Linked DNA regions of Mus musculus: regions 2 and 3 are each linked to region 1. A link is a contact called in public HiChIP or PLAC-seq data. All regions are on one chromosome and are shown on one strand. Each heading gives the region's core, a stretch centred on a gene start, on an enhancer-like site or on the middle of the called end of the contact. The rest is flanking DNA. Distances are from core to core; before and after follow the strand shown. Region 1 has its middle 41 kb from the start of Rfx8. Region 2 overlaps Il18r1 (interleukin 18 receptor 1). Region 3 overlaps Il1rl2 (interleukin 1 receptor-like 2).

Region 1 (4,757 bases), core at 1,058-3,557:
AGTGTTCAGGATAAAGTGGGTCACCACAGCCAGAGTGACCCCCAGCTAGGATGGTTTTGTGGTGTGTGCTGACTGTTAGTCACAAGTGGCAGGGAAGGGGAAGACAGAAAAAAAAATTGCAAGAAGGAATGTTTGCTGTGCCTGAGCAGCTTGACCTCAGAGACAGCTCAGTCCCCTCCCAGAATGGGTTGGCTCTCAGCAAAGTTGCTATAACCCAGACTTTGCTGTGTGGGGTTCAGCTGTAAGTTACCTCTGAGCACACATGTTGAAAGGCGAAGGCTCTGAAGCCACTCACACAGGATGGAGTTTCTTTGGGGACGGTGCTCATTTGTACCTTCCTTCTACAACTATCTGCATTCCTGGGTGCTGAGTCTACCAACAGTGAGCACCCGTGTCTCCTGGGCAGTGTGAGTGGCACATGGCCAGATAGCTGGCAGTCCTGTACAATGGGGGTTGTTAAATGCACGCTGTCAGGAAGAAGGGCACATCACTGGTCCAGGAACTCTAAACAGAATGAAGCTGCTAGTCACTGAACCAGGCCTTAAGGGCCTGCTTCTGCATTTAAACATCCCCCCCGCCCCCCCCCCCCCCACTACAGATAAGCACACGCCTTCCTTTCAAGGCTGGCAAGCACAGAGAAATACCGAGTTGCCTGAAGATCTGAACACAACATGAAAAGTTCTCAGAGTTCAGGGGCTTGGAACAGAGTGTTCGTGGAGCAAGTCTTATGATTCACAGCCCCTGGGTTCACCCTGTGGTCAAGTCAAAAAAAAAAAAAAAATACTACTAGGGAGCCAGGTATCTGGAGTGAATTAAGTCTCCCTTCCTTTCCCTGTCTCCCTTCTTCTTACTCGCTCTCTCTCCTCTCCTCTCTGTCCTTCTAATTATGAGGAATACAACTAGAACTGGTCTTAACCATCAAACATCCACGTCTGGATTTTCCACACAGACAGTTTCGACAACTATGGAACAAACATCTCTGGAAAGGACTTCAGGACTGGAGATGCAGGAATCTCCTCTTGCCCTGCTTCCCCAGGGCATGGTGTTCCCAGGTACCAAGAATCTAAGGCATCTAGGGATGTATGAAGCATCAGAAGGATGCAGGCTGGTTCTATGCAAACATGATGCTATGCTCTCTAAGGGACCCTGTAAAGGAACAGGGGTCCTGGCTGTGAGGGCCTCCCTGCAGACTCAGAGAGAAGACTGTTACGACAGAGGCGTCCTTAGGGATAACGGTGAGGGCTCCATCTGAAGTTCATGCTGCTCATTCCTCAAAGCTCCCACCGAAAAAATGCTCTCATCTTCTAAGTCTGCCTCAGAGTCCACCTCCAGGAACTAAATCACACACTGGCAGCTGCTCAGGAGTGGACCACACATGTGCACAGAAAACACACACTTCTTGTTTATTCCATATTTGTTTCATTGTTAGTTCCACTTTATATATCTGCTATATATGGCACTACATTAGATTGAATATTATATAATTACATGTCACATACACATTACATACCGGCAGTTTCATACAGTATACATTCCTTTTCTTTTTTCTTTTTTTTCTTTTCTTTTCTTTTTTTTTTTTTTTTTTTTGGTTTTTCAAGACAGGGTTTCTCTGTATAGCCCTGGTTGTCCTGGAACTCACTCTGTAGACCCGGCTGGCCTCGAACTCAGAAATCTGCCTGCTTCTGCCTCCCCAGTGCTGGGATTAAAGGTGTGCGCCACCACTGCCCGGCCAGTGTATATTTCTTAAAGTGTTTTTTTTTTTTTTTTTTTAACTGCCTAAGCGTGTTTTGTTTTGTTTAAATATAAGGAATAGTGGGTGTGGAAAGCCAAATCCTACTGATCTCGTGAAAACATCCCTGATTTTATATTTCTCATGCCCTTGCGACCTCAGATTCCACCTACCTGAGCCACGCCCAGGTCTTCCTGGCAAAATCTCTTCCCTCCAGAATCTGACTCAGTCTTTCTGCCTGGCACACTGGGGCCGCAGCTAACAGACGTCGGATGAATAACATCCTGTAATGTGGGGCCCTCGCTGAGGAGAGGTGGGGGGCAGGGCGAGGTTCTGGGCCAGAATTCATGCTAAGTCAAAGTTAAGGCCCCAACTCCCAGCAGCTTAGTAACCGCACGACTGGCTTCATTCGTGCCGGTTCCCACACACCCACGCCAGGAAGAGGGAAGGGATAGCCTGTCCCCAGGAGTAGGGGCAACTGCAGCTCTTCCTCCAGTGAGAACTCCAGTCTCTGAGCTGGGCTCCATCCTTCTGCACTGGGAAATGGTTTTCTTGACTCCCCCTGGGCACTTTTCCCAGGAGGATCCACTAGATGGCCTGCGTTGAACACCACCTTTCCGGGAGCGTGCCTGAAGGGGGAAGGACTGCTTCTTAGCCTTCCTGCTTAGCTATTTTCTTCTTCTTCACAATTTGTCCAGGTAAATCTCCTGCAGTGTAACCATACTAACCCCTCAACAAACTTCACGTTAGACAATAGGAACGAGCTGAGGGGTGAGTGTTGAGACTCTTTAGTGGAAGAGCTCTCTGACTGGAAACACAGCAAATCAAGCGATTTCTGAGTCACAGCACGGACAGTACTGCAGAGAAAGAAGTAGTAAATTAAGGCCTGCTACACAAGCTAGTTTGAATAAAGAGAAACGACAAGACCTTGTACTGGTGGGGCCGGAGTAATTCAAGCTCCACGGCACTTTGGGGGTAGGCACGGGGCATCGCCACACATGTAGTTGTGGCTTTTGCCCTTAGTTGTAAAAGCCAAAGACAGTTTGAACTCTTTGACCGGGAAACTTCGAAGATTCCTAAAGCTAGAGAAAAGCAGTCAGTATGAAAAAAAAAAAAAGTTCGTCTCTGCTACTTGCAGTAAAGGAAACTTGGAAAGAAGCCCAGGGACTGACTGTAGGGAGCTGACTCAGCCAATGCGCAGCTGAGAAGATGGACCGCGTGGAGCGCCCCCGCCCCTGGATACAGGAAGTCCTGCTGAGTGGCTATTTTCTCTGGTTAAATGTAGATTTGCGAGTTTGGGGATGAAAGTAAGAGCAGACTGCTTGTGTCCGAGTAAACTCTTACACAGACAATGATTGTTACACCACACATGAAGAAAACCCAAACCAGCTTGTGCTGGATCCCCAAACCCAGCTCAGGAAGCTAAGGCAGAAAGGATCATGAGTTCTAAGCCAACCTGGGCTACTTGGAGAACATACACAAATTAAACTCAACAGCCACCGTCAGTTGGAGGAGCTGATTCTAGAGTCGATTTTCGGGAGCTGAGTGAGGGGCATTATAGTCGGTCTGGCTTTCTGTAACAAAATGCCACAGACTGGCAGAGTTCAGAAAAGCTTGGAGTTCCAGAGGCCATCAAGTATCATAGGAGTCGTCTAACAAGAGGATGGGTCAGAGCCCTCTTTTCTTCTCTTCCTGACTTCTCTGTGTCATCACCTCTGCTGGGCAAAGACTCTGTCAGGCAGAAACTGCTTGTTCTTGGGCTCCTCCTGAATGGTTGAGAAGGACATTCCTAAATTGATAAATTCTCTAGCCTCATGTACTCTGCCACAGCCTCACAAGACAGATGAAGAATCTATGCCATGAGAGATGAAGGTTTGACCTGCAGTGATGAAGAGAGGGATGCAAACATTCACTCCTTAAAAGAGACATTTCCATTGGCATGCTAGGTGGTCCCCCAAAAATACCCCGGTCAGAGAGAAACCCTAACCCACTTTCCCTGTGTCTCATCAGGAGTGGTTAAGGCTCTGATGGGGAAGGCTGAGCTCCCATAGACTAGCCTACACATGCTGGGGTAAATTACCGTCTGCTCATGCTAGCACTAACTGTCAGTCATGTGCTTTACATTTAGACACAGCATTTGAACCTAAAATCAGGCTGTTACAAGATTCTACACTGATCTGTCCTGTCTAACTCCTAGGGTACCATTACTCTGAACTAGTTGCTGTCTTGCTTTGTTTTTTTGTTGTTGTTGGAGTTTTATAAATATACGTAACTAGTTCTTTGAGAATTTCATTCCATATAATTGATCATATTTACCTTGTTTTCTTTATAACTCTTCCCAGATCCACCCCTCCCAATTTCATGTTTTTGGGGTTTTTTGTTTTTTGGTTTTTTGTTTGTTTGTTTGTTTGTTTTGAGACAGGGTCTCTCAATGTAGCCCTGGCTGTCCTGGGCCTACTCTCTAGACCAGGCTGGCCTGGAACTCAAAGATTCACCTGCCTCTGTCTCCTGAGTGCTGGGATTAAAGGTGTGCAACCATGCCCGGCCATGTTTTAGTAACCCATCAAATCCAATCCATACTTCTATTTACTTGTGGGCTTGGGGCCACATACTGCAGCATGGGTGGCCTACTAGGGGCCACACCCTTAATGAAAACACTGACTTTCCCTTCTCCAGAAGCCACCAACTGCCTCCATTAGGGGACTTATCCCCCACATGTCCAAGATGGATTGTCAGCTAGCTTGATGTCATGCAGTTCTTAGGCGAACAGTCATAGATGTTCTGTGTTCATTATGCCCAGAGGACACAGTTTGGCTCCCTGACCCCTGTCTCTGACAACCTTTCTGCCACGTCTTTTTGTGTGTGTGTGTGTGTGGGGGGGGGGGGCGGGGCTGCGCAATAGATGTCCCATCTGTGGCTGAGCACTCCACTGACATTTTTCTTCTGCACTTTGACCAGTTGTGATTTTCTCTGTTAACCATCAAGTCTGAGCGCCGCATTACTCGGTGGGTACAGAGACATAGATTTA
Region 2 (4,757 bases), core at 999-3,498, 710 kb after region 1:
GATGTGTGGAGGGATCACACACAAGAAAGCAGATATACTATATGAGCTGTAACCCTAAGTCTCTAAGGCACTGGGGAAAGTTATTGAAGTGCTAAAGACTCTTGTTTTGAGTGTCAAGGAACAAGTCTGTTGGGAGATGGAGATGGAGAATAGGGATTGTGTTACAAGCACCAGCAAGAGACTGACACTCAGCGTCACTCTTGAACTTTGAAGTAGATCTAACATTTGAGCCACTTCCTTCTTTTGCTGTGGTTAACATCTAAGTTAACGCCCTCCCAAAGGTTGCTCTGAACAATAGACCCTAGCAACGGAGACAACATTTTGTGTATGGTCTTAAGAAAATACTGTATGTACTTAACAGACCGATTTTCTAAATAAGGATGAAGGGCATTCTAGATCCAGTGGAGTGGCTTTGAGAACTGTTCAACAACTGTAATTTAGAACAGAGGGCCACTCTTCTAAAGCTAAAGAATCCGAGCGAAGAGACGGGGAGATGGGAAGGGAAAGGATGGTCTGTATTCATCAGTTCTTGGTCAGTTATGTGGAAACATGCCACCGTGAGGATTTAGCTACCCAAGAACTCCTTTAACTCTCCCGAACCTCCCCAGATCGAGGAGACAGACTGGTTGGACAAAGGGACATGAGACCTGCTTTGACTGAGATGAACATGTGTACCCAGGTTTCTTGTCTTCCCCATGGAGATTCCATGGTGCTGACATTTCGAGGGAATATGATGACCCTATGAATTCTATGCCTTTTCTTAAAAGTAAGTTATAAAGTGTCATACTCTGAAGATGTGGCCTCCAAGCCTTCGAGTGAGGGTTGGCTAAGCTCTTCAACTTTCTGTTTAGGGGAAGCCGTCAGCTTTATCTTCATCTTGGTTCTGAAAGTGTCTTATCTCCTGTATGTCTTCTCTTAAGACAGAAGACAGCACAGGAGTACGATACTGAGATTTCTCCCAGCTTTCTTACTGACTGTTTATACTCATGGAGGGGGATCAGGGAAAAATCACCCTTGTCCTGTTTTATCTCCCTTTCCTCTTGCAATCTGCTGTAGAAAGTTGTATTCACCGATCACAAATTCATGTGGTAGAGGGAGAACCTTTTTATCTGAAGCCATGTGGCATATCTGCACCAGTGCACAGGAATGAAACAGCCACCATGAGATGGTTCAAAGGCAGTGCTTCACATGAGTATAGAGAGCTGAACAACAGAAGCTCGCCCAGAGTCACTTTTCATGATCACACCTTGGAATTCTGGCCAGTTGAGATGGAGGATGAGGGAACGTACATTTCTCAAGTCGGGTGAGTGAGCCAATTTGTTTTAACGTATTTCCTGAGACTCTTGACCTTGACTCAGAAAATCAAATACACATTTGTAAGCTCATGATAATCCATGCATTTTTTTCTTCCCTGTTCTCTCTTCAACAGGAAACAAATGTTTCATTGTAGAAATATTAAGCCAGTCACTCTAAATTTATATGTATGTATGTATGTATGTATGTAGTGTATATATATATACATATATATATGTATACATATATATATATACATACACATATATATGTATATATACACATGTATATATATATATGTATACATATATGTATATATGTATGTGTATGTATATATATATAAAACTAAATGATTAATGAGATTTCCTTTGCAGGGACTCTTGTTAATGATTAGCAGAGAGGAAATTCAGGTGGGTTTGGTAGTGAGGACTTCAGATGATATGGCACCTGAGGCAAGAGCAACAGGGGCTCCCTCCCACATGTCCTGCTCAGATTTCAGAGAAAGGGAGAAAGGAGAGAGCTTAGGGGAATACACCCTAGCCTAGATTTTGGACGTTTCTGAGAAACAAGAGGCAAAGTTACTGGGGAAAAGATATAGTTGCTACCCAGCCACAAGCTAATAGCCAAAGTCAGAGGGAGAGGGAGAGAGGGAGAGAGGGAGAGAGGGAGACAGCGAGGGAGGGAGGGAGGGAGGGAGAGAGAGAGAGAGAGAGAGAGAGCATGCACATACATATGTATGCACATTAGGCTCATGCATACATGTGTAGGTAAACATTCTTTATAAAGACTTGACATTGACCTATAAAACTTTGGTCTCTCAGGGTTAGCTGGGTGATATGTCGCTGTGTTGTGAGATGTAGCAGATTTCTTTTAGAAATCTGTCTTTATTCTAGAGCGAGCCCTGATCCTTATCAGCACATCTTAAAGAAAGAGAAGTGAGATTTCACAGCAAAGCCTCTTTTTTGCTCCTGTGGTTTTTCACAAAATGAGGTCATAGTTGTTTACTAGACACAGAAACGTCTGAGTGTCAGAAATATGTGGTAGAACTTGGTTTTTTTAAACAGTGCAGTAGATGTGATATTTTAAGGGAGAGAATTATAATATGTATGTTGCAACTGGATCTTTCTAGAGTGAGTGAAAAATGCTACAACTCACAACACAGTGACATATCGTCCAGCTAACCCTGAGAGACCGACATTTTATAGGAGCACAACCCGATGATAAGGATGAAACTTTGACAGTGGCTTTGAGTGTAGTGGAGCTTCCACATGGAAGAGGGTGCTTTGAACATCTTTAGTTCAAATAGAAGAAGAACCCGATGCCTGTGTCACATTTTATGGACCAGCGTTTTTGAGAGCATTAGAAGCAGGAGAGAGAGAGTTTCATGAATAAGAAAATGTGCTTCTCTTGCAGAAGACCTGAGTTCAGTTTGCAGCACCCATGTAGGGTGGCTCCTAAACACCTAGAACCCAGCTCTGGGCACCAGGGCCTCTTCTGGTGCACAGCACTGATACTTACATGCACATACATACGTACATACACATGCTTGCATGCACACAGAATCTTAAAACCTAACATCTTTTGAAAAGGAAAGAAAACCAGCTAAGAAGGAAAGTCACACAGAAGAGAGTTTTCTCCAGTGGAGGTGAAGAAATGGTGCACAAAACACTTTTATTGGAGCCAGAGAGAAGAAAATAGGTCTTTCTGTTTTCATTCTTCCTTTCTTCCCTCCCTCCTCCTCTCCCTTCTTTCTTCCTCTTTCCTTCCTGATTAATCTCTCTCTTTCTCTCTCTCTTTCCTGTTTTCTTTCATCTTGCTTTAGGTTGCTGCTGATGGAAACCAAGATTATGTTCGTGTTAGGCAAGTGCTCTACAACGGAGCAATCAGCTGTTAAGCTGGGCTTCTTAAACCTGAACAGCACTCAGCCAGAGGGGCCATTATAATCAGAGTGGCATTGATTCAAGGCCAGGGGTGACAGGGAAGGTGTGGGGGGGTGTCTTAGATTTTGACTTTCTTGATCTCAATTTCCTGCTAGCCTTTGAGCTTGCTCTTTGACAGGGAGTGCAGAGTGTTGCCTGGTTTAGGTTCCTAAGGGGTTTCCACGCACAGCAAGCACTCTGTTAAGATTTGCTGAATCTTAAGAACTGAGAATTGCAGAGGTGGAAACCAACGTGATATGACAAGAGGAGTTTTAAGAAGAAGATGCTGCCAATGGGAATCTGAGCTCTTTTCAGGGCCAAGTAGCTCTGCTATGCATGGCCACTTAGTCACTGCTTTTTAGCACATGACAGTCTGTTACCCTCCCTAAACCTGGCCGATTTCCTCTATGTTGAACTACAAGATAAAGAACAAGGCTTCAGGGAGTGAGAAAATGTAGTATTATGCCAATCACTCCTGTCTCTTAGGGGCAAACCAATGTGCATTTACTCTTGGTCCCACCCAGTACAACACACACACACACACACACACACACACACACACACACACTTGTGTGACCTTGGAAACATTGTTTAGTTACTTACATGAACATTAGGGAAATGGTCAATCTCCCTTGCATACACACACTGTAAAATATCTGGGAGTCTTTGACACACTGTAAAATATCTGGGAGACTTTGAGCAATAGACCACTTGCTCTCTCTTGTCCATCTCATTGTAGATATAAAGAGGACCTGGGAAAATCCAGGTGTACACATATTTCCCAGATCACAGGAAAATTTAACAATATATGTGCTACCTTTGGGATGTGGACCCATATATCACATGTATGGTGTAAGCAAAGATACAATTGAAAATGTTTTCACTTTTAAAAATGCTGTTGTTTAAAAAACATGCCATTTAGCACCATCTTCAAGATGGCTGATTTCTGAGAAGAGTAGTCACAACCATGAGAGCTACTGAAGCTCGCCTTTGCTCAGTTGTGCAAGGGCTGTGCCAAACTCCAGCTTATTCAATAGGAAGGAAAAGTCCACAGAACAGCATGCCTTGAGAAAGAGAACACAAAGTGTAGGTGCACACACCATCAGAAGACAAGGTTGGCAGCTGCTTATAGATCTCTTGAAACTAAGACTGTCTTCCTATTCTGGTCTGTAAACCTCTGAATTTGTCCAGCAGTGATGATAAAGTTTAAAACATTAATTCTCTTAAGTTCATGCCAAATGGCTGCCTGTGTGAAGTCTATTTGGTATATATGTGTGATGTGTATGTGCTACACACATGGTGTTATGATTGAATACACGTGTGTGTATGTGTGTGTTTAAAGACCGTACTGGAGTGCAATCTTTCACCACATGGCCATTGTAAACTTTCTGCTCTGAACTGAGGGGTGGCGGAGAAGAACTTACACATCAATGATTAAATCTCTTCATATAGAAATTAGGGTAAATCAGAAGATTAGAAGTAGTTGCAGAATCTCTTTACTTGTTATAAAATCCCTCTGTACCTTTGTTTCTTAGAAATGATCGT
Region 3 (4,757 bases), core at 977-3,476, 600 kb after region 1:
CGTTTCCCACCTGGCTTTGACTAAGAGCCACGTGTAAGTGTGGAGGTAAAACTAACCTTCGGCCATTGACTTTTCCCTGTCGTTTGCAGTTCCAGACTTCAGGGCTTACCTCTTAGGAGGGCTTATGGCGTTCCTACTTCTGGTTGTATCTGTTCTGTTCATCTACAACAGCTTTAAGATCGACATCATGCTTTGGTACAGAAGCGCCTTCCACACTGCCCAGGCTCCAGATGGTAAGTATGTGTGGTGGTCTTTGGGAGCAAAGCCTCAAAATTGCTGTCTACCTACTCTTAAGTGTTCTTCTCCTATTGTTATATGTGGGTAATCCTTTCTCCTGGCTGGAGAATTTAGTGTTCAGTGTCTCAGGAGGACTTCATGTGCTTCAGAGAAATGATTTGTCTGTGATTATCAGCTTCCTTTGCCAATAAGCTGGAACACAGGTAGTGACCAGGAAATAGCCACTAGGCAGCAGCAGAGGCTAGTGGTGGGCCATCCTGCACTAGAAAGCAATGGGCCAGCTACTCTAGGAGGCAGTAGGCCAACCTGATTTAGGAGGCAATGGGCCAACCTGCTCTAGATGACAGTGGGCCAACCTGCTCTAGGAGGTAGTGAGCCATCCTGCTCTAGGAAGCAGTATGAGAAAGATCTTATTTTCTGGGTCTGTGAAGCAAAGAGATGTCTGCTGGAGCAGTTGTGCATATATTACCCCCTTCTCCCTCCAATTTAAAACTCAGCAGGTCATAGAGTGATGCTATCCTCTCTGTAAACCCTATACTTGGTACCTGAAGTAATTTATGTCTCTGGCTTCCAAAAAAGACCTGCCTGGATTTACTCAGAGCTCTCCACTGGGTGGCTGGGTGAGATATCTTCTTTCTCTCAGCTACAGAAGGAGGGTCATAAAGAGGGAGAGGAAGGCAGGGGGAGAGGGAGGGAATGAGGTACAGGAGGGACAAAGGAAAGGGAAGAAGCCCGCTTCTCTCAGTACTTAGCAGGAGCCTGAGGCAGGGGTCCTTTTTCACTGATCTGAAGGCCAAAGCTCTGCTCAGAGCCTTCACTGGTGTCTCTATCCTGCCGCCAATTTTTTTCTTTTCACACAGAAATGCCTTCCTGTGTTACAGAACCAAGATTTCTCTCCATTTAGGTTTTAATACAATCTGATTTAAACAAACAAACAAAAAAGTTTCAGAAGGAATTTGATCTAGTAAGGCCCTATGGAAAACAAAACAGACAAAACACCATTCAGTCTGCTTTGCTGTCCCTTATTTGCCTATAAAAACAATTAAAAAGACAAAAGAAATCCACACAGCTGGCGTGCACTGGGATGAGGAAATGCATGTCTTTTTAGGTCAAACATTTTTCTTGAACAGGAGCAAGGGAATGAGGCAACTCAGAGTCCAAACACATTCAGAGTAGCAGATCTAAAAAAAAAAAAAAAAAAGCTGTTTGTTCTAAGCAGCTGTTTGTGTACAAAAGTCGCCACACAGATTATTGTGTACAAGTTGTTGATAAAACACAGATGCTGTGATTCAAACTGTATTTAGCTAAATGTCAGAATTCAACAATTGGTAACCCAGAGGCTGGGTTGTAGCCCAATGTTGATGGCTGAATGAAAAGGAAGAAATAACTAGAAAAGGACTTGACTATTCCTCAGAGTGGTAGAGAAGAGAGTCTATTGTAGATAAAAGGGGAGTATAGCCTGGGGTGGGGGCAGGGACATCCAGGGGAGTACAAAGCCTTGTGAGGAGAGGGAAGAGCAGCTGATAACCAGCCTGGGCCAAGAAAGTAGACAAAGGGTCACCTAGAAGGTTGGAATATATAGGGAAGGGCAGCTGGAGGAAAGTCAGTTAGTTTATCCTCTTGGAGAGTTCAGGGTAGGGGCAGGGTATGCCAGTCCAGTCTGGAGGATCCTGTAACAGGTAGGGACTGAGGAATGCACGGAGAACTTGGCAGCCAGCACCTCAGCCCTTTGTCCCGGGTTTGAGATTTAACAGTGGTGAGATGTAGCCATGGTCCTTGCCTGGCCAGGCCAACACAATCTGAGGTGCTTGCCTGTCTCCCTGGCTGTCCCTTTGTGACGAGACCACAGCATTCATTTCTTCTGGAGTAGATAGGAGTGGTCTGCCTTCTATCTCCACTGACTAAGAGAATGTGACATGACGTTCTTTCATGTGGTGTTTCTGGAAGCTCCAGCCTCTCTGGCCCCTGCGTGTTCACACCTCTGACTCACTGTAACTCCCAGAAGTGTGAGTACAGCCTTGCCTTAGTTATTTATGGTGTGCACATAGTATGATAAAGCTGCCTGGCAGAGAAGTTGAGTTTGTCAGCAAGAGATGGAAGGAGGAGTGACTCACTCCCCCCTGTGGAACCGGGGAGCCCAACAGATGACACATCAGGACCCACTCCTCCCAGCTCAGCACAGCCAGGGGTGGTGGCTTTGGAGATTGGATCTGACAACAGGCCAGGAAGCCTCATGATTCTTTTGCTCTTATTTTTTAATTTTGGAAAGTGTTTGCTTCAATCTTCCCACCTCTCCACCTACCCAACCATTGTTAACTTTGGATAACGTCAAAGAACTTTGAATAAAGTCTCTAAAATGATCTAGTGATGAGCTTCCGAGGTTGATCATGAATCCTGCTGACAGCCTGAATTCTCTTGGGAAAATATTCTGGAACATATACAGTATAGTGAATATGGATGTGGAAGAGAGAGAGACATTATGTCCTTCTTGCCAAAGTTCACTCTAACCTGGTTGGTCAAGCCTTGCCACACAAAGGTAAAGATAAGTGACCCACGAGTTACAGTCTGGCAGCCATTCACAAGCCTGCTTGAAGTCAGGGAGTCCTGTATTTCTATGCTGCCCCAGGTGATGTCAGAACTGGCGTGTTAGGTGTACCCCAGTATCTGCAAGACTTGAATCAAAGAGTGGTCAGCAACAGGTCGGCTGAAAAATATGTGCACTGCTAGCTTTATTCCATTCAGACGCTTCTGTGCAGCGTGCAATGGACTAGAACAGTTAGAGCTAACCCAGCAGGTGTATCAGGCAACAAAAGATAAGGGAACAAACTAAGCACAGCTCAGAGTTGGTGAGAGGTCTTGGTCTCTAAAGGTAAAATTGCTTTCCTGACTAAAGCCACGTCAGTTAACTCTGGCTTTCCCCACACATGTTTCTGTGGTTTGTGAAATAACATAGATCATTCTGGGGCTCATTTCCAAAGACAGTTTCCTGTGGAGAGTCCCATTTACAACAGTGTTGTAATGTAAGGAATCTGGTGGCCTTTAGCATTTCCAAAGTAAACACAATCCTATGTGTTATGTGTGTTCACTTCAATGTTTTCTGTGCATGCTGGGGTGGACAGACAAGCCAGTCCTCAGGCAACTCGGCCACAGGACCTTAGATAAAGTATCTTTTAAATTCAAATTTTATCTATCGACTGCTTGATTTGCTCTGGAATGTCACATCAAGAGAGAAGGGAACTGGAGAAGCATTAGGCAATTTCTCATAAATATCAGTCTATAGACATGATCTCATTTAGGTTTTACAGACAGCAATAGAGGTGTGAACAGGTGCTTTTACGTAAAGGGATGGTTCGGTAGCCTCGGAAAATTAAAAAAAAACGCTTGGCCAGGCCAGAGATAAATTGCCACCTCTGCCTCTGAGAGACGTGGATATTGGGAGCAGCCACCAGCACATCTGAGTTTCCTCAGAACAGCCACGAGGGATGCTCTAAGTTCCGGGAGGTAACCGGTTCATCATCTGTGCTGCCTGTCACTGTTTCCTCCGCTGCTGCTCCCTTAACTTCATGGTGCGCAGCAGCCTTTTATTATGAGTGAGTGTGTGTGTGTGTGTGTGTGTGTGCGTGTGCGTGTGTGTGTGTGTGTGTGTGTGTCTGTGTGTGTGTGTGTGTGGTGGGCTGGGTAAACATCTGAGGCCTCAACGGTTGACTAGCAGCTACCTTTGGCTGTTGTCCTCACTGCCTCTCCACAAGGGCATCTGTTGTCACTCCATCTCTGGGTGGAGGAGGTGGGACTTCCTGGAAGGATAATGTTGGCTTTCAGGAGACAGGTCAAAGCCTTGTTTTCTTTGTTTCCTCGATCTGGGTTTTTTTTGTGTCCGTTCCGTCACACAGGACTTCAGAAAATGACTCAGTTCTAAAGGAGAGGGCTTACGCAGCACTGCTTTGTGGGGCTCTGGAAAGGATCTGAAAAGGCATAATTAACCAAAAGCGTTCTTGGAGCTTATACGTGGAGGCATGGAAATAGCTGCCCTATTTTTTTTTTTTCAAAATCATGTTTGGCCACCCCAGGACAAATGAGTGACTTAGGTTTAGAGAACTCTGCACACCTTTGAGAAATGGTGCAGCCCCGTTGATCTCAGCTTCCTTCCCAGAATCTTAGATTCAAGTGTACGTCTTGCAGTTTATCAGAAAGCGCCCCGAGCTACTATCTGATCCTGTCCTTGGGGCTAGAGAGATTAGCAGCAGTGACTGCTTTTCTAGAGGATTCTGGTAGGATTCCCAGAACCTCCACTGCAGGGTAATTCTGGCCTCCTTGGTGACACGTCCACACACATAAAATAGAATAATAATAATTGTTAAAAATTGGAGGGCTGTGTTAAGAAAGGCAAACGTGGATTCCAAATGTGTCTTTGATAGTGCTGCATCCCCGGTGCATGTGGAGAACAAGTCCTTTAATGACGCCTTTGCTCCAGATCTTAGTCTGAGGGTTGTGGCTCCGCTAGCTCAGTGGCCAAGTGTACT

Evidence for each region. HiChIP or PLAC-seq counts read pairs in DNA pulled down with a chosen protein or histone mark.
Region 2: an H3K27ac HiChIP or PLAC-seq map of thymic regulatory T cells shows a contact between it and region 1, with 4 times the contacts expected there. The contact joins two enhancer-like sites.
Region 3: an H3K27ac HiChIP or PLAC-seq map of the NIH/3T3 cell line shows a contact between it and region 1, with 5 times the contacts expected there. The contact joins two enhancer-like sites. A contact is called at or near these places in 2 of 115 datasets of contacts at active chromatin or transcription factors (the NIH/3T3 cell line and embryonic stem cells) and 1 of 9 other capture datasets (embryonic stem cells).

What each region holds. Positions count from the first base shown.
Region 1 is chr1:39,759,259-39,764,015 of GRCm38.p6, forward strand. No RefSeq gene overlaps it. Among named protein-coding and RNA genes, the nearest start is that of Rfx8, 41 kb to the left of the region's middle. Within about 2 kb of position 2,308, at least 259 of the 459 cell types and tissues checked have an H3K27ac peak or open chromatin away from gene starts, as enhancers often do. A contact at or near this core is called in the NIH/3T3 cell line and thymic regulatory T cells, where this site is marked.
Region 2 is chr1:40,473,638-40,478,394 of GRCm38.p6, forward strand. It overlaps Il18r1 (interleukin 18 receptor 1), which reads left to right. Exons shown (of 11, transcript NM_008365.2): 3 at 1,057-1,303; 4 at 4,748-4,757. Among named protein-coding and RNA genes, the nearest start is that of Il18r1, 10 kb to the left of the region's middle. Within about 2 kb of position 2,249, at least 49 of the 459 cell types and tissues checked have an H3K27ac peak or open chromatin away from gene starts, as enhancers often do. A contact at or near this core is called in thymic regulatory T cells, where this site is marked.
Region 3 is chr1:40,356,730-40,361,486 of GRCm38.p6, forward strand. It overlaps Il1rl2 (interleukin 1 receptor-like 2), which reads left to right. Exons shown (of 11, transcript NM_001356478.1): 9 at 90-233. Among named protein-coding and RNA genes, the nearest start is that of Il1rl2, 35 kb to the left of the region's middle. Within about 2 kb of position 2,227, at least 82 of the 459 cell types and tissues checked have an H3K27ac peak or open chromatin away from gene starts, as enhancers often do. A contact at or near this core is called in the NIH/3T3 cell line, where this site is marked.